Regions from separate parts of the Mus musculus genome. Here all the other regions are linked to region 7. The links are chromatin contacts, called in public promoter capture Hi-C maps. All regions are on one chromosome and are shown on one strand. The core of a region is the stretch at or near the end of the contact, and the rest is flanking DNA. Distances in the headings are between cores, read along the strand shown.

Region 1 (2,700 bases), core at 72-2,571, 1.1 Mb before region 7:
ACGTGATGACTGCACAGTGAGCCTACCCTGTGGCATGGTTACTGCTTTGAGATGCACGTTTTCTTTCCTCCATGTAATGCCCATCAGTCCATGGGAGCCAGGGGGCAGAATGTTAGCTTTGAACGGGAATTGCTCCCATGGGATCACGTGACTGAAAACGTGGTTCTCAGTTGCAGCCACTGTTTAGGGACGCTGCGGATCCTTTAGGAGGTGGGGCCATTCTAGAGGGAAGGCTGCAGAAGGCAGACCTTGGGGAGGGATAAAGCTTAGCCTTAGGACAATGTGCAGGCTTCAGTCGTCTTTTCCTATCATAGTCGTCCAGGGGGCAGAACTTAGGTTTTTAGACATAGAATCAGGTGTCTCTCTTTACTTGCTCAGTCATCTCACTGGCTCAACCCTTTATTTTTCAAATCTCATACGTAAAGTATCTAAAATTACATTTATCTATGTATCTAACTATCATCTATCTATCTATCTATCTATCTATCTATCTATCTATCTATCTATCTACCTACCTACTGATGCCGTTGCACATATGTAGAAGTCAGAGGACAACTTGTAGGCATTGGTCATCTCCTTTTACCATTTGGTCCTGGGATTGAACTTAGGTTGTCACGCTTGGCTATAAGCACCCTTACCTACTGAGCCATCTTGCCAGCCTTAGATCTACGGTTTAAAGGAAGAGTCTGAAGGGTGTGATGGCAGCGATTCTTTTGAGGTCACACAGTCTGTTCGAGGTCAAAGGGCGGATCTTCACATCTGGACCTCGTCATGATAGTGTAGACCTCAGCCTCACAGAACGAGCCACTGCTGGCTGTCTCTCTTTGGGAAAAAGAGTTCTCAGACGAGAGACATGAGCTTCTTGGGTGGCTAAGGCAGTGCCTGTTGGGACCAACAGAGAAACTCGGCTTGTGTTTCTGTTTTCGCTCCACTGTGGTTCATGGATTGTGATCATCCCCTGGCTGTGGGAGAATCCCAAGAGGGGAAGAGTTTACGTTCTCTGTGGGGGACTTAGTTCTTCAATCACTGCCTTGCGAACCGTGGAATATGTGACTTCTGCTGCTCCAGGCTGAGGACCATTGTGGGGCACCCTCCAGAGAAAAGATGGAGAAAGAAGGCCGAGGACTCCTGTGGGGACTGGCCCAGAAGTCACGGAGAAAGCGTGCCACTGGGATGGGAGTCGCCCTCTGGGGAGAGTGGCTGGAACCACCTAGCTTGAAAGTCCAGGGGAATCTCTGGCTGCTGAGGTTGGAGATCGGGAGGTCTGTGGTAGTTCTGGGATTCATTTTACAACGCGGACAATGAAGTAATTGATTGACTCACTGTTTGCCATTATGATTACATTTCTGTGGTTTTCCTTATGAAAATAAGAGCTAGCAGGGAGGATGGTACAATACGGAGGGAATGGCTTGGAGCCTTGCCCACCTTCACTGAGGGAACCGGGAAATGGGGTTTGAAATAAGGACAGGGAGCAGACGGCCTCTCTCACAGAGACATGGGAAACCTTGGCACCAACATCCTCCAGTTTCATGCAGAGGGACCCTGTTCCCAAGATGGAGAAATAGCAAGTGTTTAAATGTTGCTTGAATATCTAATATGGACTGGATGCTGTGCCGGGTGTTGGAAATACTACAGAAAGCAAGAGATGAGTGTCTGCCTTTTGTGATCTATAGGCCCAGAGGTACAATCTGGAAACAAACCCAGAGCCAGACTCCAGAGCCCCTGGTCACATTGGGTGATATTTTAAAAATGTCCCATCTTGTAACCTTCATCACTTAAGATTTTGCACATGTCCCTGAAGAGCTCACTGAACATCTGGGGGCTTTAGCATCTGTGCTTTGCAGACACAAAGAGGGCTGGGGAAGTGGCTCAGTGGGTACCTGATGGCCAGGCAAGTGCAAGGACCTGAGGTTGGATCCCCAGACCACACATAAATCTGTAAGCAGTAACATGTCTGTAATCCCAAAATGCTTAGGGCGAGATGGAAGGCAGAGACTGGAGAATCACTGGAAGCTTGTGGGTTAGCCTGGTATATGCTGAATGTGTGGGCTAGCCTGGCATGTGCTAAGGGGAATAACAAGAGCCAGTGCCTCCAATATGATAGAAGATAAGATCAGAAACCTGAGGTTGTCCTCCGACATTGGTAGGTGTGCCTTGTACTCACACATTCGCACTCTTACATCACACACACATGCATGCATACATACACACACACACACACACACACAGACACAGATACATACACAGACATACACAGACACATAACAGACACATACATAGATACACAGAAACATACATAGATACACACACAAAGACACAGATAAACACACAGAGACACACACAGACACAGATACACACAGAGACATATACATAGATACACATACATAGATACAAACACACAGATACACACGGATACACACACACACAGACACACACACTGACACACAGAGAAAAATAAAAGACTATATATTCACCCATTATTTATTTATGTGGTATTTACTGAGAACTTGATACATCCCATTCTTAAAGCTCACCAAACCCACAGACTAGGAAGGTTTAGCCGGGAGTAAATTTCCATCTGTCAGTGACTCTTTCTGAATATTAACCCACTGACAGCAGGCAATTCTGGACATAGTCTCTGTCATTTCGCCAAACAAAGCTAGTGTATTCCTGCAAGCACTTGGTAACCCAGCCTGGGCC
Region 2 (2,700 bases), core at 101-2,600, 1.2 Mb before region 7:
AACCTGGAATAAATAATTGAATTGAGGTGTAAATTTAAAAAGAAAAATGAAAAAAAAAAAAAAAACAAACCAGGACTTTTGAGCTAGCAGACAGCAATAACAGTTCTTTAGAATTTCCTCTAAGCGGGGCGTGGTGGCGCACGCCTTTAATCCCAGCACTTGGGAGGCAGAGGCAGGCGGATTTCTGAGTTCGAGGCCAGCCTGGTCTACAAAGTGAGTGCCAGGACAGCCAGGGCTATACAGAGAAACCCTGTCTCAAAAAACCAAAAGAAAAAAAAAAAATAGAATTTCCTCTAAGGAGAGCAGAGCTGTATGGAGATCTCTGGAGATCGAAAACAGCTCTTCAAGAATATTTTCTTGAGAGAATTTCCGACTTGGTTTGAAGATCCAATAATTTTTTGTAGCAGTTTTTCCTGATAGCTTCTAGTTTTACTAGCAGAGAAAGCTATCTCAATCAGAATTTGTAAAATAGCAAGAAAATCTGTCTACATCAGAGCAGAACACAGAGAGAAAAAGAGAGAGAGACAGACTGAAGGAGGGAAAGAGGGCGGGCAATTTGGAAAGCCATCTTAGCAGAACCAAGGCCGCCAGCTTGGACCCAAGTCGTTTGTTTTCGCCGCTCCCAGGCACCCCTTCTCTCAGAACCCCTCTCCATGCAGAAGCTGGTCCTAGGCATCTAAGCCACTGCAGCCTTCTAAATCGTTTTTCTAAGTGGACAGTCTACTTATGTTTATTTATTCATGGCAATGCTGGGAATTGAAGGCAGAGTGTTGTGCATGTTGGGCAAACACCATACCGTTGTGAAAGCAGAGAGCCGCTGAGCTGCTTCACCAGCCGAAGCAAGTTGTTTTTGTTTTTGTCTTTCTGGGACTTTCTGGATGCATGAGTGGCAGGGTCAGAGGCTGAAGGGATGGAGGCCCAATGTGGCTAGAGGAAGCTCTAGACACAGCTCCATCGATGCCCGTGTGCCTGCACTGGCATCCTAAGGCAAAATCTGTCTTTGCGGGACCCACAGTGGAGCTGGTCAGATTTGCAGGACCCACAGCTGAGCTGGCCACACCTTGTGTAACTTATTACCAAAAGTCAAAGGATCGGCAGGCCATCGGCCGACAGTCCTGCAGGTACTTGTCCTGAGTCACCTGAAACGCTCTCAACTGGACCGACGGTAAAACCCGGCCTGGATAGGCTCGCCCGGGCGGCGCAGACGCAGTCACCGCCTTGGCGCCTAAGGCTATCCCGCGGTTGTCAAATCCTCACCCGTCTGCCGGGTTGGACCAGCTGCGCATGCGCGACTCTACCGGCGCGCCGGCACACGCGCTCCCAGCTTGCCGCGGCGCCTGCGCAGTGGCAGTGAGTGGGCCCCGAGGTCGCGTCTTGCCCAAGTCTCCGCGGTCCCCAGCGCTCGCTCGCGCGGTCCTGCCACGGCCTTCCTGCTGCCCGCGCCATGGGCCTCAGCTCCAACTCCGCTGTGCGAGGTGAGCCGCCCGCGGCCGGTCCCCGCCACCCTTATCCGGACTGTCACCTTGACCAGCACAAGGGCAGGCGCAGGCCTGCGGAGCGCTCGGGGGATGCTGGTGCGGGCCGGCATCCCGGCCCTGGACCACTTCCCGGGCCAGCCACGCTGTGAGCAACCAAGATAGCGGGGCGCAGTCCACCCCAAAACGCTCCTGCGCTTCCTGAGACCCTGACACCGGGGACTGGTCACGTCGTAGGTGTTTTGCTTTTGCTGGCTTTGTAATTCTAGGTAAAGAAACCCAATCCAAGGTCTTCAATTTCCAAGTTTCTTTCGTACTTTGCATCCGGCCGCTGGTGACAGTGGTCTGAGAAACCACTGAAAATGGCCTTTTTCCCTAGCGTTGAAAACAGAAGTTTGTAGAAATCTGACTAGAATTGAATTTGTGAAACTTGGCTAGTGTAAAGTCCCTGGTGATCAACTGTTAAAATTACTACAACCTGTGCGATATGCGTGACTGACTGCCCCGATATAAAAACGCCACACCCCAGGGTTTGGTTACTTCTAACCTTTAGTTGAGTAAAAGTAAAAAAATTAAATTACAGTGAGCCCCACTGATTCATTCAGCAAATAGGGATCGTCTATACTGCTCGGTTCTGTAACTATCCCTAACGTGACCAGTCCCCAACGTCAGGGTGTCAGGAAGGACGGGGGTTTTGGGGGGTGAACCGTGCCTCTCTAGCCTGGTTGCCCACAGGGTGACTGACTGGGGAAGTGGGACCTTAGTTTTGTAGTAGGTTGGTTCTATATACTGGAAAGTTCTACTTAATATCGACGAAACTGACTGGGCAGATAGGGAGAACAAGTTTTTTATTTTATTTTCTTAACATTTATTTGTGTGAGTGTGTCTGTACCTAGTGCCATGGCTTGTGTGGAAGTGAATAGATAACTTGTAGGAGCGGATTCTCTTCCACCCTGTGAGTCCCAGGGATCAAACCCAGGTCATCCATCTTGACAGCAGGCACCTTTTCCCACTGAGCCATCATGCTAAAGCCCATGCAGATAGTTTAAAAATACTACAGACAAAAAGAAATGATTCTCTGCAAACTTTATTTTAAAGGGTAGCCATTTGGGGACTCCTTTAAATGCATCCACTTTGGTGAACTTAAGTTTTCTTCGTGGTTTTTAAAAATCTGTTTTGTTTGTCTTTTTGAGACATGATCTCTATAGCCCAAGCTAACCTTGAA
Region 3 (2,700 bases), core at 47-2,546, 1.2 Mb before region 7:
AGACAATGTCTATAAAGTGTTGACAAGCAAGCATAAATGTAGGCATGGTGGGGCTTGTGTGTAAAATCAGTGCTGAGCAGGTAAAGACAGCAGATACCTGGCCAGGTTAGCCCAATAGGTGAGCTCCAGGTCCCTGTGAGAGACTCTGTCTCAAAAAACAAGGAGTACAGCTCCTGGGAAATAATTTCACAAACACACACACACACACACAAGGGGAGGGGGGGCGGATGGACAGGAAAGTAGACCAATATGCAGACAGAGCAGGACTGCTTGAGGGGACCTCTGCAAAGCACAGTCCCTCGAAGCTTTCTGGGCCGCAACCCATCTCTAGTTTCTGCAGAGGGCGTGGGGCTGGTCTTCTGTGGACCACTGCAAAGGCGGAGAAGAGAACTTCCCAGATGTGGCTGATCCAGCTGCAGAGACACTGTGGAAGCCGCGACAGTGAGCGTTGAGTGTTTTGAGAAGCAATATGGGATTCAAAACCATTTTAGATAAGGAATGGATTGACTTTAGTCATCAGAAACCTAAGACTGACCAACGCCGTCAGAAATCCAAGACTGACCTGCAGGTGCCAAGCCAAGAAGTCATGGTTGAAAGGACAAGCAAGATCTGAGATCACAAGAACTGAGAAGGGGCTGGAGGACACCTCAGTGGGTAAACTGCTTGCCGCAAAGCCTGAGGACCTGAGTTCGGATGCCAGAGACCACGTAACGGTTGGGTGTGTGGAAAGCTGTCTTCAATCCCGTTTTTGGGAGGTGGAGACAAAAAGACATAAAGGAAAACCCTGTTTCAAAAAAAAAAAAAGAAAGAAAGAAAGGAAGGAAGGAAGGAAGGAAGGAAGGAAGAAAGAAAGAAAGAAAGAAAGAAAGAAAGAAAGAAAGAAAGAAAGAAAGAAAGAAAGAAAGAAAGAAAGAAAGAAAGAAAGAAAGAAAGAAAGAAAGAAAGAAAGGTGGAGTACAATTGACGAAGACTCCTCACGCCCTCAGGGGCGAGCGGGGAAGAGTCAGAATTATCTGCAAAGGAAGTTAAGATCCGCCGCAGGGTCTGTGCGAGGAGGAGCGAGCCGTGGTTCACAGCAGCTCCTAGGAGCGACAGCTCACCTGCTGTCTGGGTTTTTGCAGATTCGAGACCTTGCTCTGCAGAGCGGCTGCAGGGAGCGGCAGCAGCCTGGTCGCAGCTGTCACCCACGGGTGACCGGACGACGTCCGCGCGGGCGGCAGAGGCCGAGCCTGGGACTACACTTCCCAGTGTGCCAGGCGGGCGGGGCGCGGCGGGGAGGGCGCAGGCTCCTTCCCAGCAAGCGAAGGCGGAAACAAAAGAGTCCGGCGCCGCCGCCCGCACACTCGCGCACCGCGCCCGGGCGCACACGGAGCAGCCCTGCGAGGCGGCAGCCCGGGACACGCGGACACTCCGCAGCCCCCGCCGCCTGCCCCATGGCGCTGAAGCGGATCCAGAAAGTGAGTGGCTGCCAGAACCGGCCTGGGTGTCCCCAAGATGTCCCCAGGAACCCGGGGCGCACGGTGTGGGAGGGGCGCGGACACTGGGGAGGCCGGGGTACGGATCGGCCCGCACAGGTGAGGCGTGCATCCGCAAGGTCTGGGTACTTGGAACCTCGGGGCGACCCGATCCGGTCGTGCCCTTTCCAGGATGAGCCTAGAACCTCGGGTGCGGGTGCCCGTGGGGTGGCCAGATTGTCCCGGGGTGTGTGCATCCCCGCTGGGCCGGGGCTTGCTCTGCAACGGGCGGCCTTCGTCCCCTATCCCGCTGTGCGTCCTCACAATGTCCCCGGAGCCCTCCTTGCTGTGTTCGCACCCCGGGTTCCCCGAGAGGGCAGGGAAGGTGTGGTGGGCCTACGGCCTTTATTCTCAGAGCGTGGGGCTGGGTCTTTCTGGGCTCTGCAGTCGGCTGGTGCTCAGTGGGAGGAAAGGGCTGGGAACGCGAGATTGGGGCCGAGGAGCCAGCAGAGAGCTCTTGCCCCTGCTATTTTGGTGGTTCTGCACGCAGCTGCCACTTCAGGTCACATAGCTGTACTGAGAACATAGTTGCTGATACACAGCAAGATGAGCTCCTGGCTGTGATTCATGGCTAGGTAAGCTAAGCAGGTTGTTGGTTTTGTTTTGTATTTTTTTCTTCACACCCTCACGATAAACTTAGATGTAGAGTTGAAGACACAACACTAAGGACCACAAATTAAATTGTTTGGATGCTTTGATGTGTGAATAGAGAATGAGGAAGACAATCGAAGGGACAGTCAGTCCTTACATAGGATCGGTTCCAACCCTCTCTTTGTATTCTTTACCGCACCCACTTCTCTTGTTGGCCTGTCCCCTATCTCAAGTATCTTTTAACATTTTACAGCGGTAGTCCTTGCTGCTGGGAACGTGGTGTTTGGGATCGCTTTAGAAGCAAATGCGCCAACAGTGGATAATGTGTTTGGTAATTGATTTCACAAGAAATGGTTGGCTCCCCAAACGTTTTATCAACCTTTCCAGCTACACTTGACTGAAAATGTTCTGAGTTAGAGTGGTAGGAAACAGGCATCTTTCGGTACTGAGGACAGCAACTTTTACCCGCAGCCAAATTTTCGTTTGTTTTTTGTTTATTTGTTTTTGTTTTTGTTTTGTTTTTGTTTTTTTTTTTTTTTTTTAATAAACCTTAGCTGTGTAGATCATCGCTGTTCTTTGTGCCGCTGAAGGTCAA
Region 4 (2,700 bases), core at 184-2,683, 1.3 Mb before region 7:
GCTGTTTCAGAACTGTACCATCTGGGTGCTGGAGTATGCCTGCACAACAGAAATCAGGCGCAGTCAATGCTTTGGTTAAGGTCCCTGTTTCCTAGGACACGCTTGCTCCTGAAACAGCGGGGCAACCTCTTTCATAGACGGAAAGCTTTTACTGGTATGTGTTCTAGAAGTTGTAACATTCAACCGACGTTCTCAATTCTTGTTACTAAGAGAGACCAGCACACTCTCAAGTCACCCATTTTCTCATCTCAAGTTCTTCTCCCTGGGGGAGATTCTCTTATGGCCCCTGGATTTTCTAGAAACTTCTCAGTAATAAACTTTCTATGATAGGTTATGGCAAAAAAGAAAAGTAGTAATACAACCCAGGTCGTTTTTATAGACAAGGAAAAATGTATTTCCAGTAGCTATCTATGAGTTCCATAGTTGGCAATGCTCTATAATTCTCTCATCTTCCCAGCCTGGATGCCCTGTGCACAGCAGTGCTGGGTCCCAGCATGGAGCCTCAGGGATGTCTCTCTGTAGTCAGTCTATGCAATATAAAAGTCTTTCCAAGTCACCATATGCACACCAACACCAGCCCAATCCCTATAAGAGGAACAACCACTCACTGCACACTGAAAGTTTTAATCTTTACATACTGAGGTTTCACAGACTCATGACAATGGGAACAAAGTGTAGCTTATAAAAATTAGAATTTTATAAAGTACTCCACTTGTATCTATACTTCTTTCTGGCAAGTGACATGAACTTTTTAACAATGATGGAAAAATGAATAATTTAAAGAGTCAAAGCAGAAGTCTCAGGCAAGTGTGTCTAAGATCTAGACATCAGCAGGACAGAAGGGAGACAGTGTGAAGGGGAAGCTTGGCTGGTCAGAAGATTTGGGGGACGCCAGGATTAGTCTACCCTGACTACAAAGGACTGACGAGAAACCTGCTTCTGAAGATGGAGTTTAGGGTGAGAATGGCCTCTCCTTCTGCAGCCAGGAAGAGCCACAGTGCATGGCCGCCTGGGCTGAATTCCCGAGGGAGAAATGGAGGCATCCACAGGCAGGAGAGAAGCAGCCGCCCTCCTCCCCACGGCAGGCTCCAGGGCTTCTCAGTCGCCCGGCAGGTGTCAGGCAACCGCAGCGGGTTGTGTGGAAAGGCTGTAGACTGGATCAGAGAAACTACAACCCCACATGAACAGACCCCTGGATCCGACAAAATAACCAAGTTTTCTGAGAAAACTGAAGGTAGTACTCCCAGACCGAAGTGAATGAAGCCAAGATCAGCTGAACTACAGCATCTAAGACGAAAGCAGAGTCCCATCCAGCAAGCTCCATGATGCAGCCATTAATTAAGACACGGCATGCGCCTCCTGAGGAGACAGGTCCTTCAGAGGGGAGAGCAAAGCCATCCACTCACTCTTGCTTTCCAGCGTGCTGTCAGCAGGATGTCCTGTGCTCAGCAGCAAGTTTCGAGGCATACCAAAGGACAGGAAGAGTGCACCATCAACAGAGGCTGACGCAAGACGGTCACATGATTATAATTAGGAAGCAAGCATGTCAACAAAAATCCCATGCATGCTACAGAAATCAGAGAAAGGTGCAGAGGCCGAGAGAACCCAAGGAAATTCCAGAACTGAAAAAACAAAAAACAAAAACCAACAACAACAACAACCAAAAAAAAAAAAACAAAAAAAAAAAAAACACAAAGAAGCAAGTAGGATGGAAATGACTTGGGAGATAAGTCAACAAATAATCACAGAAGAAAAGAGCAAAATGAACCTTAAGAGATGCCACTAGTAAAGGCTGTGGTACCAAGGAAGGCTGAGGAAGGACCGTCACAAATTCAAAGCCAGCCAGAGTAATATCAAGACCTTGTCTCAGAATAAAAGGAACGTTGGTGTATGGCAGCACACGCCTTTAATCCAGCACTCTGAAGGAAGGGCAGTCGGATCTGAGTTCTAGGCCAGCCTGGTCAACAGAGTGAGTTCCAAGACAGCCTGGGCTACAAAGGGGTTTCTAAGAACCATAATAATAATAATAATAATAATAATAATAATAATAGGGAAAGGGGCCAGGCAAGGCATGCCGACAAACGCCAGCTTTAACGCCAGCTCTGAATTCCAGGCCAGCAACAATCCAGTAGACCTCCTACAGAAGGGCATGTGACTGTCCGTCCATCTCTGAGTCAGGAGCACTCAAGGCAAAATCAAACAGCTGTGAACAATCCTCTGGCAAGTCAGCCCACCGGAACTAACACCCAAGGCCTGTTTCAAAGCCATTAGGAGGCTGAAGCTGCTGTACCAAAATGCCTCAGATGGTGCTGGGAACAAGCCAGTAAGTACTTCTTGACTCAGCTGACATGAAGCATCTAAAGTGCCCCAGCTCTTAGAAAGCAGGATGGTGGCTGGCAAAGTCTAGAAACAAGGACAGGCAAGTGGTCGGCGGGTATGGAGTTCTCAAAGAGGAAGACATCCCAGGGTCTCAGGCTTGAGCGGGAGAGAGCGGCTCAGCAGCACAGAGAGCCTCTTAGCAGGCTCAGTGGCTCACAGCTGTCTGCAACTCCCACCCCAGGTGACCTGACACCCTCTTCTGCCTTCCACAGACATCTGCACACACAGTGCAAAGAAACTCATGCAGGTGCACACACGGACACACATAAGAACAGTACATTAACAACTAGTACAGTTTACTGTGTGCAGACTGATGCTCCT
Region 5 (2,700 bases), core at 12-2,511, 1.8 Mb after region 7:
CAATGCTCCAGGGCTCCAGAACAATAAATATACACATTTAAAACCTTTATTGTCTTACGTTGTGTTAACCACCCCCCACCTCCGTTTCCAACAGCTTAATTTCTGATGGTATTTAACTAGTTTGCAAATGGATTATTTTTTTCAGTTTCAAACTATTACCGAGAAAGCTCCCCCTCCCTTTTGGGAGGAGGGGGGCACGGGAAGGATTGGGGGTGGGGTAGAAGTCGGTATATTATTCCTGTAGCGCCGGGTTATATAAACACATTATCATTTGAGAGAGCCCTTGGCGTCCATCAGCATTGTAAACACGTACGAGTGTATATACTTCAAAATTAAAGAATGCACACGCAGAACCCAGAGCCCGAATTCATATTCCGAGCAGACTCGCGGCTCGCATGTATTGATTTATCATGCATGGTTTATTGTTCCTCTCCCTAAATGTAGTTGCTGTCCGTTCAATATTGTTGCAAAATCACGAGACGTGTGTGTACTGCTCACTTGTCTTTCTGCTCTTCTTCTTCCTTTTTTTCCCCCCTGCTGAGTATTTTTTTTTTGCGAAGCGAACAAATGCATTAATATTTATATGTTTATATAATCGATAACCCACTTTTCCCTTCCGTGTAAATAGGCATCAGAAGATAATTTAACAGATTAGTTCTCTCAAACATGGCAGTGAGGAAACGTAATTTAACTATCAAACAAATCTACATGTCTAATAACAGCAAATCTGCTAAGGAGCATTAGAAAGAGGAGCGGCGCCCCGGAATCTCTGCAGGAAATGTTCTTTATATTAGACATATACAAGCAGGTCCTGTCAGATGCACAACGCAGCTCGAGAGACTTGGTCTGCTCCAAAAATCTCAACCGACGTTACCCACAGACACGAGGAACTGAGAAGAGAAAGATACCCTCATTACTTGGTTTTAGGATGGGTTTCAATTTTTTTTTACATCTTCCTGTCTGCTTTTTGCCTTGATCCATTCTCTTCCCGCCGAGGTCGGACTTAGCCCTTCTCCCTATTTCGAATTTGATCAACCCATCTTTGGCAGCAAACCCACATCTTTTTTACAGGAGATGAAAATTGAGTCTTCGAGGAAATATTAGGATATATTTTCAATCATTTTGGTGCTGAGGGGGAGGCTAGAGCTTAGTTTTATATTGAGACATCACGCCGGCTGCAAGCAGAGAATGCTTTCCCCTGCCAGGACCTGATGCAATCCATTCAAGCCAACAAGTTTGGAGAGAATGTTGAGTTCAATCAATTCAGAACGTCGAGATGGAGCCCAACTCACTCCAGGTATTTCGCTCTCCTCCGCTCCTGCGGTCCCGGCGCCCCCCGGCACCCCCCAGCCCCCCAGCTCACCCACCCCCTCACACCCCCTCACACCCCCCACAAACTTTTTACCAAACTTTTACCCTCTGCATCCCCCCAAAATCATTTTTATTGTTTTTTTTAAAAATCCCTGCGCTGATCATACCTACATAATGTAATTTTATCGCCTCATATGGGGAACTGGGGAGGGGTGGTGGGGACCCGGAGGGCTTTTTTTTTCTTTTCTTTTCTTTCTTTCTTTCTTTTCTTTTCTTTTTCTTTCTTTCTTTTTTTTTTTTTAAGGGAGGCAGAAAATTAGTGGGTTTTGTAATATTTTTTCACCCAGCGTTCTATCTGTGGGCCGGTCTGTATTGAGAGTCTTGTGTGTTAATGTGCCTGGGAATAGATATTTGTGCTTGATGGCTACATTATTTACGTGGTGCTTTTTTTTTTCTCTCTCTCTCTCTCCCTCTCTCTCCCCCTCCTGCAGTGGGTCGGCTCACCGTGTGGCTTGCACGGACCTTATATTTTTTATAAGGCTTTTCAATTCCACCTTGAAGGCAAACCAAGAATCTTGTCCCTTGGCGACTTTTTCTTTGTAAGATGTACGCCAAAGGATCCGATTTGCATAGCGGAGCTCCAGCTGTTGTGGGAAGAAAGGACCAGCCGGCAACTTTTATCCAGCTCGAAACTTTATTTCCTCCCCGAAGACACTCCCCAGGGCAGAAATAGCGACCATGGCGAGGTGGTAAACCTATCTCTCCCTCTCTTCCTTCTTTATTATCTACCCCCCCCCTCCAGTAATGCGTATTATAAGGCAAGCTTGAAAATACTGTATTCAGTTCTGCGGTGAGCAGGATCCGCTCGTTTTTTAAAGGGGTAGCGCCACTAACTGGGGCTGGAGTATTTTACCATTGTCAGAGTTTGGCTGTCAGCTTTACAAAGACCGTCCAACTGCTGATTTTAGTCAAGATCAAATAACTTGTCAAGAAGGGTTTTGTTCCAGGGTGTGTGTGTGTGTGTGTGTGTGTGTGTGTGTGTGTGTGTGTGTGTTCGTTTAGCTACCTCTTCTTGAAGATTAATATCTCATGCTTTAATATACATATTTTAATGTACATATTTTTTGCTTTTTAATTTTTTTAATTTTTTTACTTCATGCCTGGCTCCTGGGCTGGGTAGCTTTCTTTTAGTGGGTTTTGATATTGTTCACGTTTTTTTTTTTTCTTTTAAGTATTTGATATGTTTAAGAGGGCGGAAATTACGAAACGGAGGCAGAATGAGATCAAAAGCAATTGAGTTGGCAAAGGCGTGTTGACTGAAGTGATAAATGACAGGTACTGGGATAATACATTCAAATAACTTGCGCATCTGCCCGGGCGGATTTCAAA
Region 6 (2,700 bases), core at 119-2,618, 1.2 Mb before region 7:
GTGACTGTAAAATAATGAAATGAATTGTGAAATGAATGTGTAAGGGAACACAGGCTTTGAGAAATAGAGATATTAATGCCATCTCATGAACAAAACACATGTTACTATCCATTCCATATAAGCTACATGTTTCCTGAGGTTGTGTCCTCTCATATTTAGATAATATTTAGTGCAGTTTGAAAGTAAGAGATTTGTTTTATCTTTCATTTTAAAGAGTTCTTTTCCACCGAGTATGGTAGTACTTATCTTTAATGTCAGCATTTAGGAGGCAGAGACAGGAGGATATCTGAGCCCAAGCCCAGCCTAATCTACCTAGTAAGTTCTAGGCCAACCAGGGCTATAGTGTAAGAAGAGATCATGTCCCCAAAACAAATAATTTTTTTTTCATTTCTATGGTATTTATTTTTGGAAGTATCTTTATGTTTTCTTTTTAAAGTTTTTTAAAATTTGTGTGTGTGTGTGTGTGTGTGTGTGTGTGTGTGTGTGTGTCTAGAGACCTGGACTCTAGTCCTCTGCCAGAGCAGCCAGAATCTTAGCCACTGAACATCTCTCCAGCCCTTCTCTGGTTTTTCTTACTAAAGCTTGAAACTTGCTTTAACTCCTGTTTGTCTTTGCTTACATCCTGACTCCTCCAGGCAGAGCACGTTTTTACTAGCTAAAATAAACTTACTTTCTGGGGAAGCATAGACCATGTCACCATATGGGTCTGTCATTCTTGCTTAATACTAACACAGAATGTAGATTAAATTTTACAGCTACATTCTCAGGGGCCCAGTGAATAAAGATGCTCACCGTGAAGCCTGATTACTCGAGTTACATCCGTAAAACCCACAGAGTAGAAAGAAAAAGCCAACTCCTACAAATTGTCCTTTGGGGTCCCCCAAACCCTAAAATAAATATAAAATGTTACAAAGCATTATTCCACTTGGTTTTTCATAAATTAAACATAGGGCTGGTGAGATGGCTCAGTGGGTAAGAGCACCCGACTGCTCTTCCGAAGGTCCGAAGTTCAAATCCCAGCAACCACATGGTGGCTTACAACCATCCGTAACGAGATCTGACGCCCTCTTCTGGAGTGTCTGAAGACAGCTACAGTGTACTTACATATAATAAATAAATAAATCTTTAAAAAAAAAATAAATAAATTAAACATAGATTTCATACTGTGAATCCAATAGAGTCTTAGGGAGTCTCTGTATTCGAAGTCAGGATGTTTCCAGGTAGTTGGGAGTCTGCAAGGTGGACCTGTAGGTATTTGTAAATGCCACATACAGAAAGCAGTGTCACCTCCTCTCTGTCCCCAGCTGTCTCGTCAGCCTGTGGTTCCTGGAAGACCAGCCTCACTCACGTGCTTGGGTAAGCTGTGTATAACTAGCTGGTTTGCTTCATGTCCTCTTTGCAATCCTACCACTAGGCTGGACTTAAGCATCTGCTTATTAACCTCAAAAGACCCAAAGCACACAGACAAAACGTGAGAGCTCACTCATGCCCAAGCATGGCCTTGAACTTTGGGTCCTTTTGCCTCTACCTCCTTTCTAAGTACCAGGATCACAGGATTATGTGGTGTGTGCGGTAGAACTCATGGCTTTGTGGATGCAGGTAAGCATCCTACTACAGAGTCACACTTCGAGCACTTCTGTTTATTTTGCCACAATACAGAATTCCGACATGGTGGACGAGTGTTTTCGTACAAGGCTATAGATTCCTATCCTTATTTCTGCTTAACTCGTTTTGTTTGTTTGTTTGTTTGGTTGGTTGGTTGTTTGTTTGTTTGGTTGGTTTGGTTTTAAGACGGAAAGATTAGGAGATTAATTTCCTTCCCAGATTAAAAGAGAGTTTGCCTGGGAAGTGTTTTATGTGTCTGTTTACTGATCGTCCGTTTGGACTGGGCTCCGTTTCTAGTCCAGTTGATGATGTTTGAAAATTTGATCTCCTGTCGGGTCACAGTACTCTTACACTGTTACACTTCTAGGAGCAGCCCTGGGCTTTGAGCCTAGGGCCTCTTGCATACTTGGCAGGTGACTATGGCTGAGCAACCCTGGCCTTTTATAGTTCTATTCTGGTTCTTCAGCTGAATTTTATAAATGAGGCAGCTGGTAGAAATGATTTTATTTATTAAAACACTATCTGCAGATAACCACTCATTCTGCAGAGGGATGTGAGACCTTGTCTGTTTTATTCAAATCACATTTATTTATTTATGTGTGCATCTTTCCATTCACACCAATGTGCATGTAGATCAAAGAACAACATGAGGGAATCTGTTCCCTCCTCCACCACGTGGACGTGGGTCCTCGGGGATTGAACACAGACTTGTTCTAGACCCCTGTCCCCCGCTCAGCCACCTCACCATCCCTCTGAGCTCTTTATAAGAAGCTTGTGGCTGACGATCCTTCAATGAATTTTGGTAGTAACGATGATTGAGAATTTGGATGGAGCCGAGGGTTGAATGGTAGAAAGAACACCTAATGCATTAATATTTTCTTCCAAAGATTTGTTTTTATTGTCTCTTAATTATGTGTACATGTGTGACGGTGGACATGCAAATGCAGGTGCCCAGAGGCCAGGAGACAGTGACAGGTCCCCTGGAGCTGGAGTTACAGGTAAGTGTGAGCTGCCCTACCTGGGTGTTGGGACCTGAATTCTGGAAAAGCAGAAAGCACTCTTAACTGCTGAGCCGTCTCTCCAGCCCTATCCAAT
Region 7 (2,700 bases), core at 148-2,647:
TCTGAATAGGGTTGTCTGTGGGGGATTCTGCATGTTAATGATGTAGAGTTGGCAAGGATGGGAGGTGAGAGCACAACGCGTACTTTTTCTAGTTACGTTTCGCCTCATCACCGCTACGGGGGCCTTTCCACTCGGCTACACCAGGAGGCTGATCTCAGACTAATCTTACCCTCTTCCAGGGGAGCCTCGAGGGGCCAGGTAGAAACAGAACAGATGGCCTGTGTTCCCGTCAAGTACCTAGACTCACAGGCAAGTACTCCTAAGACTCTCGAACCAATGAAGGAGACGCACGTACATCCTTGCTCAGCCAGGCAGTCCCAGCGGCCACCCTCCATCCTGGTTTCAAGCTCCAACCCTGTCCCAGCCAGCGCCAGACGTTACACTCCCCACTACTCTGTACCCGCCCACCCTCCGGGCCCAAAAGGACAGTGATTCCGAACGGGGTGCTGGTGTAGCCTCAGTGCCCGCCCTTCCCTTTCCATCCTGGCCAGAAAACTCCACTTCCCGGATTCCGGGCCACTCTCTCCCTCCCCCAGCGCCGGCGATCCAGCAAAGCGCCGTCCTCCTGCCAACTGGGGACCCAGCCCAGTGGCACACCCCGTCTCCCCAACTAACCCCTGGACAGACCCCAGCTTCGTCCACTCACGGGGGCTCCGGAGAGGGTGTCCCTCTATTCGGAGCCTTCAGGCACCCTAGGGTTGAGAAAGTCCCACCCCGCCCCCCCCCCAGCCACGCCGCCAGCCTCTAGCCCTGGCTCGGAGGGACCTCCACCCTAGGCGACGAGGGGACGTTGGGGAGTCTCCCTAGGCACCTCCAACACCTCAAGGGAGGGAGGGCGCTCGTGGCCCCAAGGCCCGCTCTCTGTGCCCGCAGGCCCGCAACCCCGCACGGGGGCGCGCACTCGGGGGTCCCCCCTGGTCCGCGGGGTGCACTCACGATGGTCACGCTGGCTTTGCGCAGGTCGCGGTTCTCCTCCTGCAGCGCCTTGCACTTGAGTTTGTAGGTCTCCAGCTCTATCTTGAGCACCTTGTTCTCCTGCTGCAGCGAGGCCAGGCGGTTGGTGAGCTCCTCCAGGCGGAACGGCGAGATGACAATGCCCCCCGACTTCCCGCCGCCGCCCCCGCCGCTGCCGCCCGAGGTCGCCGAGCAGGACGACTGCATGGCTGCCGGGCCGCCGCCCGCCGCGTCCGTGTCGCTCTCGCTCGCGCTGTCCGCCATGGCTGGGCGAGTGGGCGCGGGGAGCCGGGCGCCGAGGGCCGGGCGCGCGGCGAGTGGGCGCGCGGCGAGTGGGCGCGGGGCCGGGCGCGCGGCGGCGGCGGGGGAGCTGGGGAGCGGGGGAGCTCAGAGCGCGGCGCGGGCGGGCGGCAGGGCGCAGACGCGCGGCGGCGGCGGCGGAGAAAGAGAGGGCGCTTCCCGCGGCCGCGCGAGCTGCTCCGCCAGGGAACAGAGACCCCGCCCGGACTCGGGCAGTACTGCAGCGCCGGGACTCTGGCGCGCTCCGCGGGGCCGTCCCCGCAAAGCCCCAGCCCCAGCGCTCTCCTAGCAGCTGCACACAGACGCTCGAGCCCCCGCCGCCTCCCCGCGCACGTGCTCCCGCCCCGGAGGGTCCCCTGCGTCCCCGGGCCCCAGCCCCCCAACACACACACATACACCGCCGCGCCGCGCCGCCTCTTCCGGAGAAAGGCGGACCCCACGCAGCGCCAGCCCCGCAGGTGCCGGGACACGTGGGAGGGGCAGCCGGGCTCCTTGGGCCACCCCACCCTCCCACCCCCGCTCAGCTGGAGCCTGGCACCTTGGATCGGCGCCGGCGCGCGTGGATCTCCCCCAGGGTGCCCCGTGCAGACCGCGCTTGGGGCTGGGAACAGAAAGTTGCACTGCAGTGGGTCGAAAAAGAAGAGTATCTGTGTGTCTGTCTGTGTGTCTGTGTATCTATTTCTCTCCCTCTCTGTGTGTCTGTCTGTGTTGTGGCATGTCGGCAGCCACAGGTTAGCCTAGCTTGCCACAAGGCCCCGGTGCGTCCAGTTGTTTGAACCAGGCGCCACCCACCTTTTTCTCTTTACCTCCTGCAAAGACTCTGCACCGGTCACGGGGATAGGATTAAGAAACCAAGATTTGTCTAGTTAAAGAAACGGGAGCTTTATTTAATTTTTTTTTTTTTTTAATCTCAGAAGGGTTGAAACAAACTTCAAGTACCAATTTTCCAAAGTAACTGCAGGCACAATGCTAAACAAATAACCACGATTAAGTGAGGGGAACTGTATAACCATTATTATCCGCTGCTCTCCAACTCCTACAAAACTCCAGGAGCTAAAAAATAAAACCGTAATTACTACTGTAGAGAGCCCAGCTTCAAAGAATCAGAAATTCAAATACTGTTAGGCCCCTCCCTCTTAGGAGAGCTTGCTTGTAGGAAACAGGCCTAGCAGGTGAGAAGGGTCTAAACACTTCACCTCCTGATACAAAACAGCTTTCGTTTCTGGGGGAAAAAATGGAAAGTGAAACTAACCAGGCGGGCTTTATTATCCAAGTTTAGTCGACGGAAGAACAAACTCATGGAAACAAAATGCAAAATAAAGGGGTGCGGGATGAAAAGTGTTTTCTGGCTGTCAACTGTTTTATAGTTTTATAAAGCGCTTAGCCATGACTACATGGCTTTCCTGGCTCATAACCTTGTCTTTAAACCAAATTGGATCCAGTGGT

What was found. Promoter capture Hi-C pulls out the DNA fragments that hold promoters and counts their contacts.
Region 1: a contact with region 7 is called in a promoter capture Hi-C map of liver, with 4 times the contacts expected there. The contact joins the enhancer-like site here to the promoter of Ccdc6 in region 7. A contact is called at or near these places in 6 of 39 promoter capture datasets (the 3T3-L1 cell line, the C10 cell line, hippocampal neurons and 2 more) and 2 of 115 datasets of contacts at active chromatin or transcription factors (embryonic forebrain and large pre-B cells).
Region 2: a contact with region 7 is called in a promoter capture Hi-C map of pre-B cells, with 5 times the contacts expected there. The contact joins the promoter of Cisd1 here to the promoter of Ccdc6 in region 7. A contact is called at or near these places in 9 of 39 promoter capture datasets (the C10 cell line, cranial neural crest, embryonic stem cells and 4 more), 1 of 15 datasets of contacts at CTCF or cohesin (large pre-B cells), 7 of 484 Hi-C or Micro-C datasets (CD4 T cells, the G1E-ER4 cell line, LSK cells and 2 more) and 4 of 115 datasets of contacts at active chromatin or transcription factors (astrocytes, large pre-B cells, pro-B cells and 1 more).
Region 3: a promoter capture Hi-C map of pre-B cells shows a contact between it and region 7. The contact joins the promoter of Ube2d1 here to the promoter of Ccdc6 in region 7. A contact is called at or near these places in 6 of 39 promoter capture datasets (the C10 cell line, the HPC-7 cell line, hippocampal neurons and 2 more), 2 of 484 Hi-C or Micro-C datasets (embryonic stem cells and pre-B cells) and 2 of 115 datasets of contacts at active chromatin or transcription factors (bone marrow-derived macrophages and large pre-B cells).
Region 4: a promoter capture Hi-C map of the C10 cell line shows a contact between it and region 7, with 6 times the contacts expected there. The contact joins the enhancer-like site here to the promoter of Ccdc6 in region 7. A contact is called at or near these places in 4 of 39 promoter capture datasets (the C10 cell line, liver and pre-B cells) and 1 of 484 Hi-C or Micro-C datasets (the G1E-ER4 cell line).
Region 5: a promoter capture Hi-C map of pre-B cells shows a contact between it and region 7, with 4 times the contacts expected there. The contact joins the promoter of Arid5b here to the promoter of Ccdc6 in region 7. A contact is called at or near these places in 1 of 39 promoter capture datasets (pre-B cells) and 3 of 115 datasets of contacts at active chromatin or transcription factors (embryonic limb bud, large pre-B cells and pancreatic cancer cells).
Region 6: a promoter capture Hi-C map of liver shows a contact between it and region 7, with 2.2 times the contacts expected there. The contact joins the enhancer-like site here to the promoter of Ccdc6 in region 7. A contact is called at or near these places in 4 of 39 promoter capture datasets (the C10 cell line, the HPC-7 cell line, liver and 1 more) and 2 of 115 datasets of contacts at active chromatin or transcription factors (large pre-B cells and pro-B cells).

What each region holds. Positions count from the first base shown.
Region 1 is chr10:71,183,927-71,186,626 of GRCm38.p6, reverse strand. The region is part of intron 1 of Gm34328 (a long non-coding RNA gene); the gene reads right to left. Among named protein-coding and RNA genes, the nearest start is that of C730027H18Rik, 3.2 kb to the right of the region's middle. Within about 2 kb of position 1,321, at least 18 of the 459 cell types and tissues checked have an H3K27ac peak or open chromatin away from gene starts, as enhancers often do.
Region 2 is chr10:71,343,499-71,346,198 of GRCm38.p6, reverse strand. Cisd1 (CDGSH iron sulfur domain 1) reads left to right here and starts at 1,350. Exons shown (of 3, transcript NM_134007.4): 1 at 1,350-1,475. The coding sequence starts at 1,445.
Region 3 is chr10:71,283,858-71,286,557 of GRCm38.p6, reverse strand. It overlaps Ube2d1 (ubiquitin-conjugating enzyme E2D 1), which reads left to right and starts at 1,296. Exons shown (of 7, transcript NM_145420.2): 1 at 1,296-1,457. The coding sequence starts at 1,434.
Region 4 is chr10:71,360,789-71,363,488 of GRCm38.p6, reverse strand. Ipmk (inositol polyphosphate multikinase) reads right to left here. Exons shown (of 6, transcript NM_027184.2): 2 at 1-39. Among named protein-coding and RNA genes, the nearest start is that of Ipmk, 14 kb to the right of the region's middle. Within about 2 kb of position 1,433, at least 111 of the 459 cell types and tissues checked have an H3K27ac peak or open chromatin away from gene starts, as enhancers often do. A contact at or near this core is called in pre-B cells, where this site is marked.
Region 5 is chr10:68,277,287-68,279,986 of GRCm38.p6, reverse strand. It overlaps Arid5b (AT rich interactive domain 5B (MRF1-like)), which reads left to right and starts at 1,261. Exons shown (of 10, transcript NM_023598.2): 1 at 1,261-1,297; 2 at 1,803-2,057. The coding sequence starts at 1,277.
Region 6 is chr10:71,251,314-71,254,013 of GRCm38.p6, reverse strand. No RefSeq gene overlaps it. Among named protein-coding and RNA genes, the nearest start is that of Tfam, 15 kb to the right of the region's middle. Within about 2 kb of position 1,368, at least 7 of the 459 cell types and tissues checked have an H3K27ac peak or open chromatin away from gene starts, as enhancers often do. A contact at or near this core is called in liver, where this site is marked.
Region 7 is chr10:70,095,818-70,098,517 of GRCm38.p6, reverse strand. Ccdc6 (coiled-coil domain containing 6) reads right to left here and starts at 1,397. Exons shown (of 9, transcript NM_001111121.1): 1 at 937-1,397. The coding sequence starts at 1,218. The region is part of intron 2 of Gm51771 (a long non-coding RNA gene); the gene reads left to right.